Regions from separate parts of the Mus musculus genome. Here regions 1, 2, 3, 4, 5 and 7 are each linked to region 6. The links are chromatin contacts, called in public promoter capture Hi-C maps. All regions are on one chromosome and are shown on one strand. Each heading gives the region's core, a stretch centred on a gene start, on an enhancer-like site or on the middle of the called end of the contact. The rest is flanking DNA. Distances are from core to core; before and after follow the strand shown.

What was found. Promoter capture Hi-C pulls out the DNA fragments that hold promoters and counts their contacts.
Region 1: a promoter capture Hi-C map of liver shows a contact between it and region 6, with 7 times the contacts expected there. The contact joins the promoter of Cactin here to the promoter of Rnf126 in region 6. A contact is called at or near these places in 5 of 39 promoter capture datasets (the C10 cell line, hippocampal neurons, liver and 1 more) and 1 of 484 Hi-C or Micro-C datasets (CD4 T cells).
Region 2: a contact with region 6 is called in a promoter capture Hi-C map of pre-B cells, with 4 times the contacts expected there. The contact joins the promoter of Pip5k1c here to the promoter of Rnf126 in region 6. A contact is called at or near these places in 4 of 39 promoter capture datasets (hippocampal neurons, liver and pre-B cells) and 4 of 115 datasets of contacts at active chromatin or transcription factors (astrocytes, bone marrow-derived dendritic cells, embryonic stem cells and 1 more).
Region 3: a contact with region 6 is called in a promoter capture Hi-C map of liver, with 3 times the contacts expected there. The contact joins the promoter of Gatd3a here to the promoter of Rnf126 in region 6. A contact is called at or near these places in 5 of 39 promoter capture datasets (cranial neural crest, hippocampal neurons, liver and 1 more) and 2 of 115 datasets of contacts at active chromatin or transcription factors (astrocytes and pancreatic cancer cells).
Region 4: a contact with region 6 is called in a promoter capture Hi-C map of liver, with 4 times the contacts expected there. The contact joins the promoter of Zfr2 here to the promoter of Rnf126 in region 6. A contact is called at or near these places in 3 of 39 promoter capture datasets (hippocampal neurons, liver and neutrophils), 1 of 484 Hi-C or Micro-C datasets (brain) and 1 of 115 datasets of contacts at active chromatin or transcription factors (stem cell-derived neural progenitor cells).
Region 5: a contact with region 6 is called in a promoter capture Hi-C map of cranial neural crest. The contact joins the promoter of Agpat3 here to the promoter of Rnf126 in region 6. A contact is called at or near these places in 2 of 39 promoter capture datasets (cranial neural crest and embryonic stem cells).
Region 7: a contact with region 6 is called in a promoter capture Hi-C map of hippocampal neurons, with 5 times the contacts expected there. The contact joins the promoter of Atcayos here to the promoter of Rnf126 in region 6. A contact is called at or near these places in 2 of 39 promoter capture datasets (hippocampal neurons and liver).

What each region holds. Positions count from the first base shown.
Region 1 is chr10:81,319,672-81,322,371 of GRCm38.p6, forward strand. It overlaps Cactin (cactin, spliceosome C complex subunit), which reads left to right and starts at 1,432. Exons shown (of 9, transcript NM_027381.2): 1 at 1,432-1,775. The coding sequence starts at 1,540. It overlaps Pip5k1c (phosphatidylinositol-4-phosphate 5-kinase, type 1 gamma), which reads left to right. Exons shown (of 18, transcript NM_008844.3): 18 at 1-303.
Region 2 is chr10:81,291,566-81,294,265 of GRCm38.p6, forward strand. Pip5k1c (phosphatidylinositol-4-phosphate 5-kinase, type 1 gamma) reads left to right here and starts at 1,398. Exons shown (of 18, transcript NM_008844.3): 1 at 1,398-1,587. The coding sequence starts at 1,494. It also overlaps a transcript of Tjp3 not described here.
Region 3 is chr10:78,168,419-78,171,118 of GRCm38.p6, forward strand. Gatd3a (glutamine amidotransferase like class 1 domain containing 3A) reads right to left here and starts at 1,337. Exons shown (of 7, transcript NM_138601.3): 1 at 1,177-1,337; 2 at 955-1,007; 3 at 391-504. The coding sequence starts at 1,311. It overlaps Pwp2 (PWP2 periodic tryptophan protein homolog (yeast)), which reads right to left. Exons shown (of 21, transcript NM_029546.2): 21 at 2,492-2,700.
Region 4 is chr10:81,231,904-81,234,603 of GRCm38.p6, forward strand. Zfr2 (zinc finger RNA binding protein 2) reads left to right here and starts at 1,260. Exons shown (of 18, transcript NM_001034895.3): 1 at 1,260-1,339. The coding sequence starts at 1,287.
Region 5 is chr10:78,350,351-78,353,050 of GRCm38.p6, forward strand. Agpat3 (1-acylglycerol-3-phosphate O-acyltransferase 3) reads right to left here and starts at 1,350. Exons shown (of 10, transcript NM_053014.3): 1 at 1,277-1,350. Gm40709 (a long non-coding RNA gene) reads left to right here and starts at 2,133. Exons shown (of 3, transcript XR_871856.3): 1 at 2,133-2,577.
Region 6 is chr10:79,765,649-79,768,348 of GRCm38.p6, forward strand. It overlaps Rnf126 (ring finger protein 126), which reads right to left and starts at 1,304. Exons shown (of 9, transcript NM_144528.3): 1 at 1,105-1,304. The coding sequence starts at 1,179.
Region 7 is chr10:81,193,355-81,196,054 of GRCm38.p6, forward strand. Atcayos (ataxia, cerebellar, Cayman type, opposite strand) reads left to right here and starts at 1,337. Exons shown (of 3, transcript NR_015477.1): 1 at 1,337-1,368.

The DNA.
Region 1 (2,700 bases), core at 182-2,681, 1.6 Mb after region 6:
CCCCTAGCTCCACTCTCCGGTGGTTAAAAATCGCATCGCACATCCTCCCCCCAATCCTGTTTTTATTGTTGAATCCATTCTGTAAACTACAAACCTCGTGTGTCTTACTCATCAGGACTTGGGATCCCTCGTCCTCAGCCTATGTGGTCTGGTGTTTGACAATCCAAGCACAGTGTCCTCTTGGCACCAACCAGAGGGGCCTGTCCCTCCAGCGCAGCCGGCAAATGTATGCAGTCCAGGTCCCCGCCCCACCTGTCACAGCCCCTCTTTTTGAGATCTGTAATAAATCTCTAATAAGAAACAGCTCCTCTCCGGTGACTTATGCGTGCGTGCGATGGGAGAGCAGGCGAAGGGTGGGCACCACGTGTTTTGTCTCCCCCGCTCTAAACCCTCCCTGGATCCCACATGATGAATCCCAATTCGCAGATGACTTCCTTTCTCCAAGCCTAAACTTCCCTATCCATAGATTAGCCACAAGTTGAGCGCAGTACGCAAGCTGGCGGGCGTAGTAGTACTCAGACTCGTCCTGGAGTCAGCCAGAGACTGTCTGTTCATGTCCTGTTGTTTTATTAGCTCGGAACCGGTTGCTACAAGGCTACCCTAGAAACCGAGGACTCCCGCGAGCGCTTGGGTCTCCGGGTTTCAATTTTTAGAAGTACACCGGGCCCTGCAGGTTTAAGTTCCGCCCACTCTAGCCACGCCCCTTTGACGTCCTTTTCCAAGCCCAGCAAGACCCCTAAGCGCAGTTTCTGGGTTCATTGGCCCCGCCCTCAGATCCAATGTGTCCATCTCGCCCCCAAGGTCCCGCCCACCGCCGCTCTACTTCCTCCCACTCCTCAGTCGGCCACTCTCGACTACATATCCTGCCCGTACCCATTCACAGTTCGTAGTTACAGATGTCAATCTTGCCTCAATCAGCCCCTCTTCCACCCTCTCAAATCCTGATATGCACTCCTCCGCCCATTGGTCTACGCCTGTCAATCTAGTTTACCAGACCCCGCCCACCCCGGCTCCCGTAACCGCCATTCTTGCGTTCCTTCTCAGGCCACGCCCAGCGCAGGTCCCCGGCCGGGTCTCCCGATCTACAGTTGTCGATCTCCGTAAGCCCCGCCTAACCCAGCCCTATTCTTTCCCCATAAGCTCCTCTACTAGGCTCCGCCCCTAGGGCACTGCCCATGCAAGTGCAGGCTCCGCCCACTAGGCGCCTCTTCCGCCCTGGAACAACCGCCTCGTAGCTCCGCCTCCCTAAGCACGCTACTCGCCGGTCACCTAGGGCGCGAGGGAGGGCCCACCTAGGTCAGTCTCCTTCACTGCATGAATGGAGCGTCAATCCGCTAGTTCTAACGGCGTCCCGTTAGGAATCTACTATGTGTTCCCAGCTTGAGAACTCCGGAGAAATCTCGGGTTATGTTGTCCCTGGAGTCCCGGTTAGAGGGAGTAAGTCATTCCCTGTGATCAGGCGCACTTTGGACAGTCCTTAGAGCGCCGCGCCAAAGGAAAGCCCCCGGCGCCAAGCTTCCTGGTTGTTTACGCGCGCGCATGCGCGGCGCGGGCCGCCAAATGGGTCGGGACTCTCGCTCGCGCTCACGGTCTGTGGGTCGCAGGGGTCGGAAGCAGCGGAGTCGAAGCCGGGGCCGGAGCCGCAGCCGGAGTCGGAGTCGGAGTCGGAGTCGGAGTCGGAGCCGGAGCCGGAGCCGGAGCCATGGGCGGAGCAGCCGAAGGCGACGGGAACACGAGCGGCGGCGCGAACGCAAGCGGCGCAGCCGAGGGCGCAGGTGAGCGTCCTGGGGGCTGCTCGGGCCTGGGAGCCGAGGGACAGGCGGGGCAGTATCCGAGATGCCGGGCTGCGCCGGGGCAAAGGAGACTTCCGGGGACCGCGGGCCATGAGCATAGGGGACCGAATGACTCCACTCGCCACCTCTGCATTCATAGACATTGTCTTGTCCCGGGCTGGCCTCCTGCGTCAGCCTCTGGAATGCTCGGGATTACAAGCCATTGCCTCACAGTTAAGGTTTTTTGCATTTCCTCATAGTTAATTCTGCTCAGTTGACAGCCCTTCTTCTCAACTGGCAGTACTTCTAACAAGTTGACCAAAGCCTAATCAGGACACCGTTCATACAGCACTGGAGATACAAGCCCGAACAGCCACATCTATCTTTTACTGTGGGTACTGGGGATTCGAACTCATGTCCTCAAAATACTACCTGGTGGTATTCCTCTTTCGTGGTTCCTGGGCTGTCAGAGAGTCCATCTATTGGGCCTCTCGTCTGTCATTTCTCATCCCTTCTACCTGTCATCTCAGCAGGACTTGACGGCACTGTACACACCAGTAACCCCAACACTTAGGAGACAGATAAGAACCAGCCTGGCTGTAGAGGGAGTTCCCACCTGATAGCATTGTAGATGTCATATTTAAAATAAAACAAGCACTCAGAAAGCAGAGACAGGAGGGTCTCTGAGTTCCAGGACAGCCAGGGCTACACAGAGAAGCCAGCCCTGTCTCGAAAAAAATCAAAAATTAAAAGAAAATAAAAACTACATAAAAAAGAACTACTCCCTCACTTTTAACCTTCATTTCTCTTGCTGTATTGTCTGTTATGGCCCTGGGACTTGTGTAGCTCTACTATGAAGGACAGCCTAGCTCATGTGGGGAGCAATGTGATTTACAGGCCGGTGAGGCTAGAATTCTAGGCAAGTACC
Region 2 (2,700 bases), core at 148-2,647, 1.5 Mb after region 6:
AACTCCACCCCTGACTACGTCCCCAGCCCCCTCACTGGGGAATTGTAGGCCATACCACACCTTTTAGCCACACCCAAGATCATTATCTACTCTATTGGCATTGACTTCCCTGTCTGTACACCTGACCCCTTGTGACTTTCCAGTTTCAGACTTTATTTTTGGTTTTTTGGTTTTTTTTTTTTTTTTGAACTTTGCTTCCTCTTAATTCGAGCACTCCTGACCTAGTTCCTTCCTGTGATGCCCAAAGAGATCTCAGCTTTTATCAGGTGTCCATATCGCTGGAGGAGTTGGTGACCCCATCTTAGTTCCTGCGGCAAGAAGACTTCAGATTCAGGCTTCTAACCCGCTTTCAGAAGGTGCTGTTACTGGGCTCCAGTGACCACACTTTGGAAGCCCAGGCTTAAGTCAAGTTCTGTCCACACCACACACCAAAGCGCTCTTTCTGATGCAATTGTCTTAACGGATGGTCCACGCCTGTCCTAGCAAGGAGGAAGCTCAGACTGGAGTGTCTGTCTCAAAAACACAACAAACAATATATATTACATACATCTTATTATTTTGCAATATGACATATGCTTATTTTTATTGATAACTTATGTTGTAAAGCGATAAAATGACAGTAGTAAAATACACTTCTAATATATGTAATAAATTTCTTTAACGCCCACACTCCTATAGCCCAGGTTGGTCTCTTTAAATCAATATATAGCTGAGGATAACTCAGACCCAGCACTGGGGAGGCAGAGGCAGGAGGATTTCTGAGTTCTTGGATCTCGTAGACTAGGCTGGCCTCAAACTTGGAGATGCACCTGCCTCTGCCTCCAGAGTGCTGGGATTAAAGCTGTGTGCCACCACTGCCCAGTTGTGGGTTTTTTGTTGGTTTTAGTTTTGGGGTTTTGTTTTTTCAAAGATAGGGTCCCACCTATGTAGCCCTGGCTAGGCTGGAACTTGCTATGTAGACCAGGCTAGTCTTAGATTAGCTTGCCTCTGCCTCCGTGTAGTGTCCGCCTAGGGTGCCCCTGAGCCTCATGTCTAGGCTCTGCCCCTTGATATCCGATTGGCTGTAGTAGACTCTAGACCACGCCCCATCTCGGTCCCCTGCAGACGCTCTGGTTTGTTTGAGCTGGTCTGTTCATCCCTCTATGGACGCTTGGAGGCGCTGGTGAGTCGTACTTCACTTTAGCTCCACCCCTGCTACCTAATTGGTCAGGTTCCTCACTTTGCTGAGGCCCCGCCTTCCGCCCCCATACCGCACGTGAACACGTTTCTTCCTGCACCGGACGCCGGAGGGCGCTCGCAACTCCCTTGAGTGTGTGCCGCCCTAAGCCCAGTCCTTATATCCAATTGGTTAGGAGCTTCGCGTCGACGCCAGGCTCCGCCCGGGCCCCGCCCCCTCCCTCCGCCCTGTAGTGCAGGCGGCGCTTGTTGTTCAGCGGCGGCGGCCGAGCTCGGGTGCATCCTCGGGCCCGCCGCCGCCGCCGGAGCGTTCGGCCATGGAGCTAGAGGTGCCGGACGAGGCGGAGAGCGCCGAAGCGGGGGCCGTGACGGCGGAAGCGGCCTGGTCTGCGGAGAGTGGGGCGGCGGCAGGTAATGCGATCCCCCTGGTCGTTGCGATGGGCTCGCCCCTCTCCCCCGCCGTGGCGCGTGGTCTCGACCGCCTGCTTCGCGCTGCGGTGCGGCCTGCCGGGCTGATCCATTCTCAAGCGCGGCACGGGGGTTCACGCGCTCTCCCATTGCGTGTGCGGGGGAGGGGGCATCAGCGTTCCGGCCGGGGAGGCTGCACCGCCCCACCCGGGGATGCGGGGCTTGCAGCGCTCGGCCCATTTTAGGGTCCTTGGGTGACACGGTGGAGCTGCAGGCGGGCGTGGGTGCGGCTCTTTATCCTGGCAGCGTGTGCATGCAGCGAGCCTCTTTTAGATGCATGCGGTAGCAGTGAAGCGGTCCTCCGGTTTGGAGATAGAGGGAACCCGTTTTCTTGCTGCAGGGGATAGAGACAAGCAAGTCATATCTGCCCCTTTGAGTGTGTGGCGAGTGGCTTCTCCACAGTGTGTGGGAATGCTGGAGCACCCTCATTCTAATGGGGGACCCCACTTGCGGACACTGCCTGGCAAAGAAGGGCGAGTGTGTCCTCCATGCGACCCCCTTTGCTGGGCTGTCAATCTTGCAACTGTCACCTTCTGGTCCCTCCCTGCTACACATCACTGATCACCGATATGTTGGCCTCAGTTTACCTCCCTCTAAAATTCGGGCTGGGGAAGGATAAAGGAATGATGTTGAGGTGTCTTCTCTGTCCTGGCTGGGTGAGCAGATGACCCGTCAATCCCCCAACCTCCCAGTCCCTTCTCCCTGGACCCTGTGGGGCCACCCAGCTTCCTGGTGTCCCCTTCCTTGTCAAGAGCAGCATCTCTGGGTTTGCAGTCTGTATGCAGGGCGGTCGGGATGCACAGCTGAAAGAGAACAGAACACTCCCTTCTCCATGGAGGTCACAGGAACTTTCTGGATTCACAGAACTCTAGGCTCCCTCAGTAGTGCTCTGTGGCTGACAGCTGAGTTAGGTCTCTGTGGGCTCACTTAGGCTTCCAAGGTTCTCCCTCGCTGTCCTCATGGAAGACCAGGAGGGAAGGAGGAGCCAGGGAGCCAGGGGTCTTCAACCCCAGGCGCTCAGCTTTTTTTTTCTATGCCATTGGGAACCTGGTAGCT
Region 3 (2,700 bases), core at 87-2,586, 1.6 Mb before region 6:
TAGGCAGAGGCAGGAGGATCAGAGTTCAAAGCCAGCCTGGTCTACAGAGTGTGTTCCAGGACAGTCTCTCTACATAGAGAAACTTTGGGAAAACAAAACAAAACAAACAACCCCTCCCTGCCAAAAACAAAGCAACAAGATAAAGGGAACACAGTACCACACAGGGACTAGCCAGAGCAGAGCATGACCACCTCACACCCAAAGGCTACTGCTACCCCTGTAACGGTCACGGGGAGGTCAGAAACATTTGGCCCATGGCCATGTATTTCCAGAACAGCCGGATGACAGTTGCTTTGAGGGACAGACACTTGATCACATAATCAGGAAGGCTACAGTACAGGAGCTGCTCATGGGAACAGGGCTCTTGTAAGGTCCTTTCCCTACCCATACCTGCTTTCCCTCTCAGAAGGCTCCCCCTTGGTGTGGTCAATCACGTGCATCTGAGGGACATCGGGAGCAAAGATCTGGACCTCAGCCCCGCCTCGGCTCAGGTGCACCAGGATCCTATATGAAGAAAATCCACAAAGACATCACTTCCAAATGTGTCCTCCGGCCTCACAGCATGACGATTTTACAGATGGACTGGCACCAAGTGCTGGGGAATTCCTAGTTTATAGGACACCTAGTTGCTTTTACGAAGGCACGGCTCCTGCCGCTTACAGACTTCTGCAAGGTAAGGGTAGAACCAGAATAAGTAGGCAAGGCATCCTTTTACTGACTGATGAGCAGCGAGGGTTGTTGACTCCGCAGGTGTTGCATTTTGGGTATGTTCAAGACCCCAGCTTGCTGCCAGGCATTCTGCCTTCACCCAGGGTCCGGGTGGCATCTTTTGTGTCTTGGCTGTGCTAACTTTGGCTTTGGACTTATCACGATGTGAACCCACTGCGCTTGGTCACCCTCTGGCCATTTCTGCCTTTTAAACCAAGAGAGTGTTTACAAACTCTGAGGACTTACGCTGAGGCCTCATGGATCTCGGTTCCGTCATAGACTCCACAGCCCGACAGCACCTGCAGGAAGAGAGGCACTGACGAGGGCGAGGGCCCAACACGCAATTACCGAGGGAGGGGAGGCTGAACCCCACCAAGAGCCGACCTTGGGCGGACAGCTGGTCGACCCCAGGCTGCGGGGACCTAGCAAGGGAAGGCACTCGGCCTGGGAGTCTGGCTCTGCACTCACCAACGCCACCCTGGCCCCGGGCCGCGGTGCGGAGCTGTGAAGGGCTGCGCGCTGGGAGGGAGCCCGGTGGTATCTGGAGAGCGGTAGGAGCGCAGAAGCCAGCCTTGGCGCCACCAAAACCCTGACGGCAGCCATCACGAAGGGCAGCCAGCCACAGTGGTGTCAGGAGAACGTGCGCCGTGGGGCGGGGTCGCGCCTGGCCAATGGAGGAGCGCGTAACAACCCCTTTCTGGAGAGGGCCAGTGGGTGGGGCCGCGCCTGCGCAGTGACCGACGGCGTACGGGAAACCCAGCACCTTTTTCCCTGGAGGACTAGCGGGAGGGAGGGGCCACAGATCTCAGGACACGCCCCCCCTCACCTAAGAGACCGGTTGGCTGGACTTCTCCAGCTCAATGACCGACCGAGCTGGGACACGCCTCTTCTCGGTTTTGAGAGGGCAAGCAAGCAAGTATGCCAGGTTAGGACCTTCCTGCGATCGACCTTGTTGAGCGGCCCGGTCTGCCTAGTTAATGTTTGAAGGGCGCTCATCTTGGTGTAGGCCACCTTGACTACCTATTGCAATTCCAGTCTATGCAATGACTAAAAACTGATTTTAAATAACGGGGTCAGAGCAAGCCCCGCGCCCTCACGGTGCAATCGTAAATTGCTCCTGCCATTGTGTTCTGGGTACCTCTGCAGCTTCCTCACAGGCCACAGTTCTGCCAGTCACGATTCAGTGAAGAGCTGAGCTGAGCATCGTACCTTCCATTTCCTATTTTGAATCAATGTGATTGCTATAGTTGCATACAGTCCGGTGTCCATCGGGGTAATGACCAGATAACTCCCAGAGTTTCACTGCCTCTCCCTAGCCACAGTGAAGGCTGTCAAAGGTGACCTGGCTTCTCTCAACTCCTAGGGATAATTAGCTGCTGGGTGTTCCCATCTTAAGATGGGAACCCTTTCACATTTAGGAGACATTTAGGCCTGGGATGCACAGTATATGCAGAAGCCAGGGAGCATACAGAAGTGGGTTTGGTGGCCCAACACCATTACAGCGAGTCAGGGATTATTCAGTTTCAGGGGACAGTAGTTGGGGGGAGGGGTGGAGCAGTGTCAGGCAATTTGCATCTGGCTGTCCACAGGGGTGGAGTGGGCATGGTTACCACGGAGCAGACTTGTAAAATACTCCAAACTGAGCCCAGTTTCTGGTATGAGAATTAAACTGGATGAGATGTATGAGATGTATGGTGATGGCTGAAGCATGGTTCAGCACTACTTGCCTGCCCTTCCCTGGGCCCTCAGTTCCACATTCATACCACACACAGACAAAACCAGTAAAGCTTCATAAAACTGTATTTGTACTGCAGATGGGGATCCCAAGATGGCACCAAAACAAGCGGGTCCTTGTCTGGGCGGCCAGGGGCCTGGCTGTCCCTGGGCACATAAGAAGCAGTTTCCTTTTCTACCCCAAGCTACACAGAGAAATGCTCTGCAGAACAGGAAACCTGGCGACACCAGGCTAAGCTCTGGCTTCTCCCCATAACG
Region 4 (2,700 bases), core at 10-2,509, 1.5 Mb after region 6:
CAGAGAAGGATGTCCCCAGTGTCCATAAAGAACTAATCGCCCAGACTTTGGTCCCTGAAAGTGTGAGAGAATAAATGTTTGGGGTTTAACCCCCCTCCATTCAGTTTCTTATCTTTCCTGGTAACTAATATAAGACCCCACATAGTAGTGGATCTCCAAGGTTCTTTCTGCACATCCTGTGAGCACATCAAGTTCCTTCCTGCCACAAGGCCTTTGCCTGTACTGTCAGTACTCTCGGATCTCCTACGTTCATACGAGTGTACATGTGAGTATAGGTCACATAGGCTCTCTCTTCCTGACAACAGGTTTGTTCTAGGCATTTCCCACCATGGAAATGCGTGCCTACTGTCTCACTGAGCACGAGGCTCATTCACCTGTCGGTGCGGCCATAACTCCCACCCACTTTCAGAACCTTCCATCTACCCACACTATGCCCATCACCTCCCTACTTCTTATATCTTACTTCCTGTGTCTGTCAGTCTGAGGACTCCAGGAACCTCCTGGAAGTGAGATCCTGGTCCGAGTGTCCTTTTGTGTCTGACTCATGCTGACATGCTGTCCTCAAGGGCCATCCATCCATGTTGGAATAGGTGTCTGGGTTTCCTTGCATTTTCTGGGCTATTACTCCATTTTGTGTGTTTCCTTTAGCACTGATAAATCAGTTTGCACCTTTCTAGAACACGTCAGAAGTTGGACTCTCAGAGGCAAAAGTCAAGGGCACAGGGCTTGCAATAAATAATAGGGGAAAAGATCACATGTAACTCAAGAGAAACTGCCACAGTCCCCCTGCCTTCTAGAAAGACGTGGGCTACACACCTAGAGCCTTAAGCCTTGGAGGCCACACATGCTCAGGTCAAGGATGGTCACGTGCCACCCACCCACTCTCTCAGCCTTGGAATTTCTCAAGCTTTCTCAAGAATCAGCCAGCTCTCTGCCTTGCGTCCAAGAAGAGATAAGGAAGGTGGCAGTGTACATCAGCAGGTGATGGGGCTTGCCGCCAAGCCCAACTACTGGAGTTTGATCCTTGATCCCTGGGACTCCACGTGGCGGATGGCAGGCCGGGTCTAGAACCGACTTCCCTAAGATGTCCTTTCATCATCATAGAGGCACCTGAGTTAGGCGTCCTCCGTAGGGGGCGGGGCTTGGCCGGTGGGCGGAGACAGGCTGAGGCTCTCTGGGGCTAGGGATGGCAGGTTCGAGCAGGGGCGGGGCTTGAACGAGCACGGGGCGGTGCGTCGGGGGCAAGGCCCTGACGTCACTCCCGTGGGCTCCGGGAGGACGTGGACATGGCGGCTAGCAGCTCTTCCGGCCTCGCGCAGGGCACCAACCCGTCGTCCAGGTAACGAGCCCCGTGGGCGGCGAGGCGCCCCAACCCCGCGGGACTCGGTCGTGAGTCACGGGGAGCGGGGCGGGCCCGAGGCGGGGCGACGGCCCCTGGGGTCCGCGGGAGGGCGGGGCGGGGAGTCCGGGGAGTGACAGGCAGGGTGGGGGCGGGGACCCCGTGGGGATAGGGCTAGCCTAGGAGGGACCGACCTGGATGGGTAGGGTGGGGACCGAGGATGGAGGACAGAGTTGGGGGAGGGGACTGACCTCAGAGAGGACCTGAGACCTTGGGGAACCTTCCAAGCGGGAATAGGGTGGGGTGTTCTGGCCCCTGATGGATAGAATTGGAGTTTTTGGTGTCTGATGTATGGGGGAATCCTCCAGGCAGGGATGGAGTCAGAGTTCTGGTTCCTGATGGATGGAGGACCCTCGAGACGGGGATGGAGTCTGGGGTTCTGATGTCTAGTGGATGGGGGACCCTCCAGATGGGCCTGAATTGGGGGTTCTAATCCCTGATGAATGGGGGACCCTCCAGGTGAGTATGGATTGGGGGTTCTGGTGTCTGACAGATGGGTTACCCTCTAGACAGGGATGAATTTGGGTTCAGTCCCTGATGGATGGGGGGCTCTCCAGACGAGGATGGGGTCTGGGGTTCTGTGTCTAATGGATGGGGGGCTAAGCTAGGCAGGGTAAAGTGAGCCTCTGGTCTTTGGAAGTCAGTAAAGCACAGGCAAGTGGCACAGGCTTCCAATCCAATCTTTGAAGAGAGAAGCTGAGGCAGTGTGTGTGTGTCTAAGTTCAGGGCTAGCCTGAGCTACAGTGAGTATGAGGCCAGGCTGAAGAACTAAAGGAGATGTTGTCTCTAAATAAAAGGCCACATGAATAATGTCCGTGCCAAGTGGAGAGAAGGCGCTTGGCTGTGTGTGAGGAGTTGGGGGCTGACGGCTGGGGACGAGTGTCCTCTTCACTCAGTGGCTTGGTTAGGGTTACAGTTGCAGTGATAACACACCCGGGCCAAGAGCTGGTGAGAGGGTCACTGTGGGGACCAGAGTTCCAGGTCTGTAAGTCAGGCAAGTCCACTGCCGTAGCACAACACACACAAATATACAAATGATGAAAAGAAAAAAAAAAAGAAAAGAAAACGCTCCAGTCAACAGCAAGCTGGGAGGAAAGGATTTGCGTGACTCACACTTCCAGATCACCATGACAGGAGCTCACACAGGGCAGGAACCTGGAGGCAGAGCTGATGCAGAGTCCATGGAGGGCGCTGCTGACAGGCTTGCTCCCCATGGCTTGCTCAGCCTGCTGTCCTATAGAACCCAGGACCAGAGCCCAGGGATGGCGCCACACACATTGGTCCCTAATTAAGAAACCACC
Region 5 (2,700 bases), core at 100-2,599, 1.4 Mb before region 6:
ACTTGTTAGGAGTGAGCTTGGATTAACGATGCCATTCTAACTCCTGAAACAACAATAAACTTCCATCTTTGCTCATCCCATACTATACAAAGATCTTACTATGCCCTACCTGCCTCCAAGTGGGCCAGAGACAGATGTATACAGATTTTTACTACCCTGACTGGGCTGGAGGAAATCAGAGTCCCTTTGCTCTTCATTTAAATTCTGGCTGTGGAGATTTGTGACATAATCCAGGACAAGTGGCTAGCCTTGCTCCTCAGACCCCAGTGTGTTTCAGAGTCTGTTAGCACAGAGTCGCAGCTATATGCCCCAGAAAAGAAGTAAACAACTCCTCTACTGCAGTAGATGCTCCTTTTGTAACTTCTGAAGTAGATCAGTTACTTTCTGTTCAGTTTCCCCAGTCCCCTAGAACACACAGGCACTGTCCTTCCCAGGTGCTGGGCCTGTTATCTGGGAGCAGCTTAGGGTGAGACAGAGACCTCCCTTCATTTCCAGCATCCCTCCCATCTTCCTTCCCTAGGAGACACTGTATTTAACCCACTTCCCACCAATTCCACAGGCAACTTCTAAGACCTAGACCTTCTGCCCTGCTGCTGTACAGATAAGAGCAGGTGGGGGCCACACACAAGGCCTCCAGTAGGTCCAGACTGAGTTAGGTCAGACATCCAGCTGACATCCACCTGCTGAACATAGCCATGCTGAGGAGCACATGCCACCAAGACCAAAGAGAGGCTGGCAAAGCCATTGCATGTAACTGCCTTTGGAAACAACGTAATTACAAAGCACAGAGTGTGATACTAGGAATCAATCTTATAGGCTAAATCCTAAAGTTGGAAGGAGTCCTGCTTACCTAATAAGGGGAAGGGACAGTAAGGGAGTGATCAAAGTGCACAGAGACCCCTTTGAAAGGGGCACAGTCCATTTCCCAATGTCATCGAAGCAGAAAGAGCTGCTTCCACTCAGTTCCAACAGCCACCAACCCAGCACCCCCAACCGGCACCCTGTGTCCAATCCCAGAATCCAAGATCTTGGCTCTGGACGAGTCATTCCAATCTGTCTCAAATCCAAGTAGCCTTCTCGTTTCCCAGGAAGAAGAACCCAGTCTCTTAAGTATTCTCTTAGAGAAGACTTTCCACACTGCTTTAAAAAGTTAGGTTTGAAAGGCCATTTCTAAAATCATTTCCCTGTGCCCCTAAACTTCTCTCGAAGTTAAAAAGGAAACCTGAATATATTTTCCACCCAGCTTAAGTGTTCACAATCCTCCTGTCGTAGGTACCTGGGGTCAACTGCTCCGGGGCTCCAGGCCCACCGTGGACAGGTGTTTTCCTCCAGAGGCTCTGGTTACTGAATGACCCCAGCGCCTGAGTGAAACGTGGAAATTCACAGTCGGCCTTTGGTCTCAAACGCCAAAGTCAAGAAAAAAAAAAAACAACAACAACCGAGCCCTCGCACCTTCCTCCAGGGCGTCCCACCTGCAGCCCTCCCTCCGCGTTGAGCAAGCAAAAAAGTGAAACTAGCCCACAGGGCCCCGAAATCAGGCATGGGGGGCTCCCCCAGAGCGAGGAGCCGGGAGCCGAGCAAGGTTCCCCCCGGAGAGGGGCCCCAAGGCCGCCCAGGCCCTCTCGTCGGGCCCCGCATCCCCATCTCTACCCGATCGCCCGCATCCCCAGGCCGCCGCGCACCCCGCACAGCACCGGCGGGCCGGGCAGGCCGCACAGGGGCCGGGCGGGACCCGGAGCCTCCAGGCGCCGCGCTCTCCAGGCCGCGCGCCCCGCGGAGCGCAGCCGGCCACTGCGGCGGGGCCCGGCGACCGCGGGCGGGGGACGACCTCCGGCGGCTCGGCCGGGCTCGGCGCGGCTCACCTGCACTCCACCTGCTGGTCGCGGTTCTCGCGTCGGGCGCGCGCGGCCTGGGCCCGGCCCGGCCCTGCGTCGGGGCCTCAGCGAGTGCGGCGCCCGCCGCCCCGGGCCCCCATCGCCGCCCTCCGCCTCGGCGCCGCCGCCACTTCCTGTGCGCGGCGATCCCACAGTTCCGCCGGCGCGGGACGCCAGGCGCGGGGACGCGGGGACACGCGCGGACCGACGCGCGGGGGAGGAGTCGCGGCCCGCGGCGCAGCGGCGACCGCCTCGGCCAACGGACAGCAAGCGGGGGAGGGGACGCGAGGCGCGCCCCGCGGGAGCAGCCTCCACCCTCCCTGGCCAGCGGGATGTTCCTAGACCCAGTCCGACTCCCTTTCAGCTGCCTGCGGTCCTCCGGAGTCCCACTGGGGTGTTCCTGGGCCCAGCTTGAATCCCCTCTTTTAGCCCACTGAAGTCCTTCTGGGGTACTGCGGTGTTCCTGGGCCCAGCCTGGATCCCCTTGTCCCCCTGAAGTTCTTCGGGGTGTTCCTGGGCCGTACTTGGACCCCCGATGGTTCCCTGGAGTCCTCCTGGGTTGCCTCCCCCAAGAACTGGAATATTCCTAGGCCCAGCCTGGATTTGCCTCCGTTCAGCCTCCTGAAATCATTCTGAGCCTCAGCCTAGACCCCTTCCCAGTCCCGGAGGTCCCCTTGAGACCCAGGATGTTTTGATGGCTCAGGTTAGACTCCCCTTCCTTCTGAGTCCTCCTGGGGACGCCTGGAAATTTGGGGGTTCCCCGCCAATTAATTAGACCCCATTTCCCTTATCCTCCTGGACCCCACTCCCAACACACACCCCATCC
Region 6 (2,700 bases), core at 54-2,553:
TCAATTCCTATGTTCCAGGTTCACCTGGCACCCCACATACCACTCTCTCCAAGCTGCCCCCCTTCCTAGACAGGGTTCCTGTCTGTCCTGGAACTAACAGTTGGCCTCAAACTCAGACATCGGCCTGCCTCTGCCTCCCAAGTGCTGAAATAAAAGGTGTATGCCACCACCTGAATTCTTGGAGTTAATCGCCCTGAAGAATGTCATGGTGTCACCATCCAGAGGGAGAGTGCAGAGACCAGAAGGAACTACAGCACCTCTTACCACCCACCCCGTCGTCACCCTGACAGACTCTGGCTAATTACTCCACCACCTTCTCCGCAATGGTAGATTGGCTTACACCAAACTAGCTACTACTTCTTCAAGGACCCACCCAGGCTTCCACCTCGAAGGGCAGGAGCAGGCTCCACGCTTGGCCTGGAAAGGCCACGGTAGGTTGCAAGTACTGAGCGATCACCTTTCCAGGAGCGAGCCTCAAACCTGGGTATGAAACAAGGGATGCCTGGAAGGTGGGAGGTTCTGTCCTGGGAGAGGAGGCCTGGGGATACCAGCCTAGTCAAAGTCACTCTCAAGAAACTTGCAGGATCCCTGGCATGCACCTGGACAAAACCACCTTGAACCGGAAAAGATGCAGGACACCCAAGCAGGGTCCTCAGGATAGATATGTCCAAAGCTACGAGGAAGAAGCAGGAGGCCAGGGGACAACCAGGTGGGGACCGGGGGATGCAACTGGTCAAAGCCACACTGAAGCCTTAGCACAAGGCCTGTAACAGGCAAGGAGGTGCAGGTACGACCTTCCCAGACCCTCCAGCTCCGCCGTCGGATTCGCAGCTCCTCTGGGCGCAGCAGCGAGGCCCGGGGCGGCGCTCGAGGCCGCGCCGCGCGCCCCCGCGTCCTGGCCACGCGCTCGGCGGCCGTCCCCAGCGCGGAGCTCAGCTTCCGAGCCCCACCGGGTCCGACCAAGCCTGCGTCCCTCGGGCGACCCCGCCGCCGCCCTAGGTTCTTGGACCTGCCCGCCACGCTGCTCGCACCCCGCCGGGTCTCAATTTCCCCTCTAGCCAGCTTCGCGCGCACAGCTCCACGGCCCTCCCGCCCAGGTCTCACCGGCAGGCGCGGCACGATCTCTACCGAGCAGCAGTGGCAGAAGTACCGTCCGGGCTGCGGCGACGCCTCGGCCATGGCCACCGCCGCCTCCGCGCCGCCCGCCCCCCGCGCGGCGCCTGCCGCCGGCCGTTTGCTGCTCCCTCGCCGGCCGACGCGCCCGCGCACGCTCACGCATGGCACGCACGGCACGCACGGCAGGCGTGGGGCTCGCGGAGAAACGCGGGCAACGCGCTGCGGGGGGCTGACTCGTGGAGAACGGTGGCCGCACTAGGACAAAATAAGTATTTCCGGAAGCCAGAGACCTGGGTCCAGTGTGTGGGGCGGAGCCTGGGGGCGAAGCGGCGGAGCCTAGTCTCCTTAGTAACCGGGACGGAGGTGAGGGTCAAGACTGCAGAGCATCTTGGGGGCGTGGCCTATCTGGTGTGGGCGGAGTCTAGAGGGCTTGGCACTTGGGGGTGGAAGGGCGGAGTCACGCTTGAAGAGTGCGGAAGTCCAGGGACAGCGCGAAGGCGGGTCGCCTTGGCGATGACTTTAGGAGGTGAAGTCAGACATGGAAGCAGAAGAAGTCAGAGATGGGGGGCCAGCGAGCGGCGGGGCTACGTGGGGGAGAAGACTTTTTGGCAACCTGCGTGGGACAGGGCCTCGGGGAAGCCTCCGCGACCAAAGGGCGGGGCCTTCGTGGGGGCCCGGGATGTCTCTTTGGCAACCTGGGGTAGGTTATAACCTGTAGGCAACTGGAAAGCTTTAGGGTCCGCAGGCTGAGCCTGCGCAGGGCGGGGCCGGGTTTCCATGGTGACGAGACAGCGACGGGACCAATCCTGGAATCCGCCTAGGAATTTGGCGTGAGCCTGGAGGCGGAGCTCCAAGCTTGCGGGGGCCGTCTCCTTGGCAACGAGGATGGGCAAGCCTGAAGGCGGGTGACTATCTCCAGAGCGGGGATGTAGTCGACAGGGCTGAGTTTCTCCGGCATACGGGATTGGATGTAGAGGCCTCGGAAAGCCAAGTACAGTCGCGAAGTTGGAGTCCTTGAGGGGCGGGACTTGGTTGCCTTGCCAATGGCTTAAGTTGTTAGGGCTATCCCTAAAAAAAAAAAAAAAAAAAAAGTGAGGGACGGGGCCTAAGAGACTCCTCCTCTTCTTCGAACCATCAAGCCCTCATTTCCCAGCTTCCTTCCCCTCATTTAGCCTTCCAGACAAGCTTGCCTGTGGATATTTGCTTGCACTGCACTGCCTGTGCCTCCAAGTGCTTGGTCCCCCAAACTCCGGAGTCTCGGCTGCAATGTTGCCTTTTCACGCGGTCTCTACAGCCCTCCTACATACACTTATGTACACCTGATAATCTGTAAAAACAGTGCCGGGCAGAAGGGAGTATCATGTCTGGACGATACACATCAGGTGTTCCACAAACACCCGAGATAAGGATGAAGAAGGGATGCATTCTCTGGTAGAAGGAGGATCCTCTAGCCCGCAGGCACCCCGTGTGACTCTTCAGGAGTGAATGAAGCCTGCGTCGTCTTCTAGGCTAGGCCCAGAATGTTTCTGAGGTTAGTTCCTGTATTTATTTACTTATTCGTTCAACATTCATCTAGCGTCTATG
Region 7 (2,700 bases), core at 87-2,586, 1.4 Mb after region 6:
AACGGGGTCTGCGGCATTCAGATGCTGTCGTGTGCACAGCCACTGTGAGGCGGCAGGAGAGAGCCAGGCCAGGTTCCAAAGTCTGAATGCTGGCTGCCCTCTCTGAGTCCCACACCCTATGGCAGCTTAACCACCTGTAGGTCAAGATTCTGGGATCCAACACCTTCCGCTGTCTATGGGCATGGGGCGTGCACATGATGCACAGACACAAGCTCATAGAGAAGCCATGTGGGATGGCAAAGGCCTGGGGATCCGGATTTGTGAATTCAAGGTCATCCTGGTCTACAGAGTGAGTTCCAGGACTACACCTAAAAACCCATCTCAAAAAAAAAAAAGTGACTGGAGAGATGGCTCAGCTGTTAAGAGCACTGACTGCTCTTCCAGGGGTCCTGAGTTCAATTCCCAGCAACCACATGGTGGCTCACAACCATTTATAATGGGATCTGATGCCCTCTTCTGGTGTGTCTGAAGACAGCTACAGTGTACTCATATACATAAAATAAATAATTTTTTTAAAGCTGTTGCCATAGGCCCCTTCACGAGCTTTCCCGATAAGCCCACATTTTACAAAAATATGAACGTGTAATAGAGCATCCTCGGGACCCAGAAATGGAGCGTTATTTGGGAAGATTGGTCTGTTAGCTAAATTGAACGAAGGTGGGGCTGAGCTGTAGGCAGAAGAGGAATGATATAGAACAGATAGGTTCAAGCTGGAATGGGGGACCGGAGAATGCCGGCTCCGGGTGTGTGCACCAGGTTTCTGTTTCCGTATCAGGGCTTCACCCGGTTAGTGAGGACGGGCTCGTGGCTTCAGGTAACGCTGACGACAGCTGATAGGGCCGACACAGCTGACAAACCCCTGTGGCTTCTCAACCCGCTTTAAACTCCAGGGGCCAATGAGTTCTTGTGTCTCCAAAGCTGGTAACCAGACACCCCAAGTTATGAGCCTTGTCAGACGTCTGGGGCTTAGTAGCAAGGCCCCCTGAGTTGAGTCTTAATCAGTTAATTGACGCATTTATACGTTTTTGAGACAGGCTTTCACTATGTATCCTTGATCTGTGTTTGTGGTCTAGTTCGTACCTCCCCACAAGCTCCCTCGGGTTTAGCCTCTTGTAGGTCAGAGGGCACTGCTGTGCGCCATCCCGCCCCCACCTCCACCCGACCCAACCCCCCACCCCCGTCACAGCCTGGAACAGGTGCACGTAGCAGACCGGGCCTAGCCACGTTCGCGGTCGCTCAGCTCTTGACCATACTAGGGCAAGCAGCTCCCTCGCTATTAATAACCTGGCGGGGAGCCGGCGTCGTGTCTATAAAGCCGAGCACGCCAACCCCAAGCGGCTCCTTCAACCCCTGAGATCTTAAACAAAAGTAAGTACGCCAACCATCTCCCCTCCTTGGCCCTCACCCAGGCTTCCTGCGGCAGAAATGACCCCAAAAGTCAAAGAATTGTGTTAAAACGAAGGATGAGTGAAACACAGACCCTGCTGGTCCCGAAGGCTTGTGGGACAGCGGGCAGGAGGAGCTGTCATCTAAAGGGTGCAGAGCCAGGGACATCCCATCCTACCCAAGTGACCCCCAAGAATGCATGTGTGTCTTGGTGTGGGTGGTGAAGAGCTGGGGGATCAAAGAGGGGACTCTCTGTGTCCCCAAACTCAGTTCTCCTCTGGGTATGCAGCTCCCTGAACTTCTCTGTAGTTCAAAGCCAAAGCCATTTTTTTTTTTTTTTTGAGGTAGGGTCTCTGTAGCCCTGCCTGTCCTGGAACTTGATATGTCCAGGCTGGCCCTGGACTCAGGGAAATCCTCTTCTCTCTGCCTCCTGAGCGCTGGGATCAAAGACACGCACCACAACTCCTGGCTAAAGGGATTTTGTGGCTGTCCCACATGCATAAACCCAAGGTGTGTCCCCAAATTCCACCTGTGACCCATTACTGCAGACCTACTCCTGATGGCTGGAGAGACGAGGAGATGAGAAGTTCCTTTCCAGACAACTTGCAGTCACCGGGTGCATGGTGGTGTGTGGGGGTAGGGTGGATGACCTGGGGACACCCACCACTAGTGACTTCTGGCTCCTGTCAGCCCCTCCCCTCTGGCTTTGGCTGATCTTCCACTTAGTGTCCAGGATGCCCATCTCTTCCCTGGCCCTTGGAGACCTGAGGTCTGGAGAGCAGTGACCTTTGCAGGTGACAGTGTTGGACCAGGTGGGGCCCTGGGGTCTAAGTGCTGACTGAGTGTTCCGCTGAGCGCTGGCTGATGTCTGTGACAGGTGTCAGTGCAGGGATAGGACAGCACAGGGTGGGGAGGGCTGCCTGTCACCCATCTCCAGGTCCTGAGCAAACCACCACTATCACCTCAGTCTCTGGGTGTGGTTATTAGGACTTGGGGTGTGTGGGTTTTGGTGAGGTCACAGTCCTAGGGTTAAGTGTGGGGCAGGAGAGTCAACAAGAAAAGCTGAGAATCTGGTTCGGTGGATAAAGTGTTTGTCTCGAGTGCGTGGGGACCTTGGTCAGAATCCCTAGGACTCAACTCAACTGAGGCACAGCAGTGTCTGTATGGAGTCTGGAAATCCAGCCAGGCAGGGGACCTTATGCTCTGCTAGGTCCCACAGGCCAAGTTCTTCAGGATCTGGGGACAATAGAGCTGAGGGGTCAGCCACGAGGCCCCACTGCTGGCTCTGGGGCTTGTGAGTGTCCCTATCAGCAC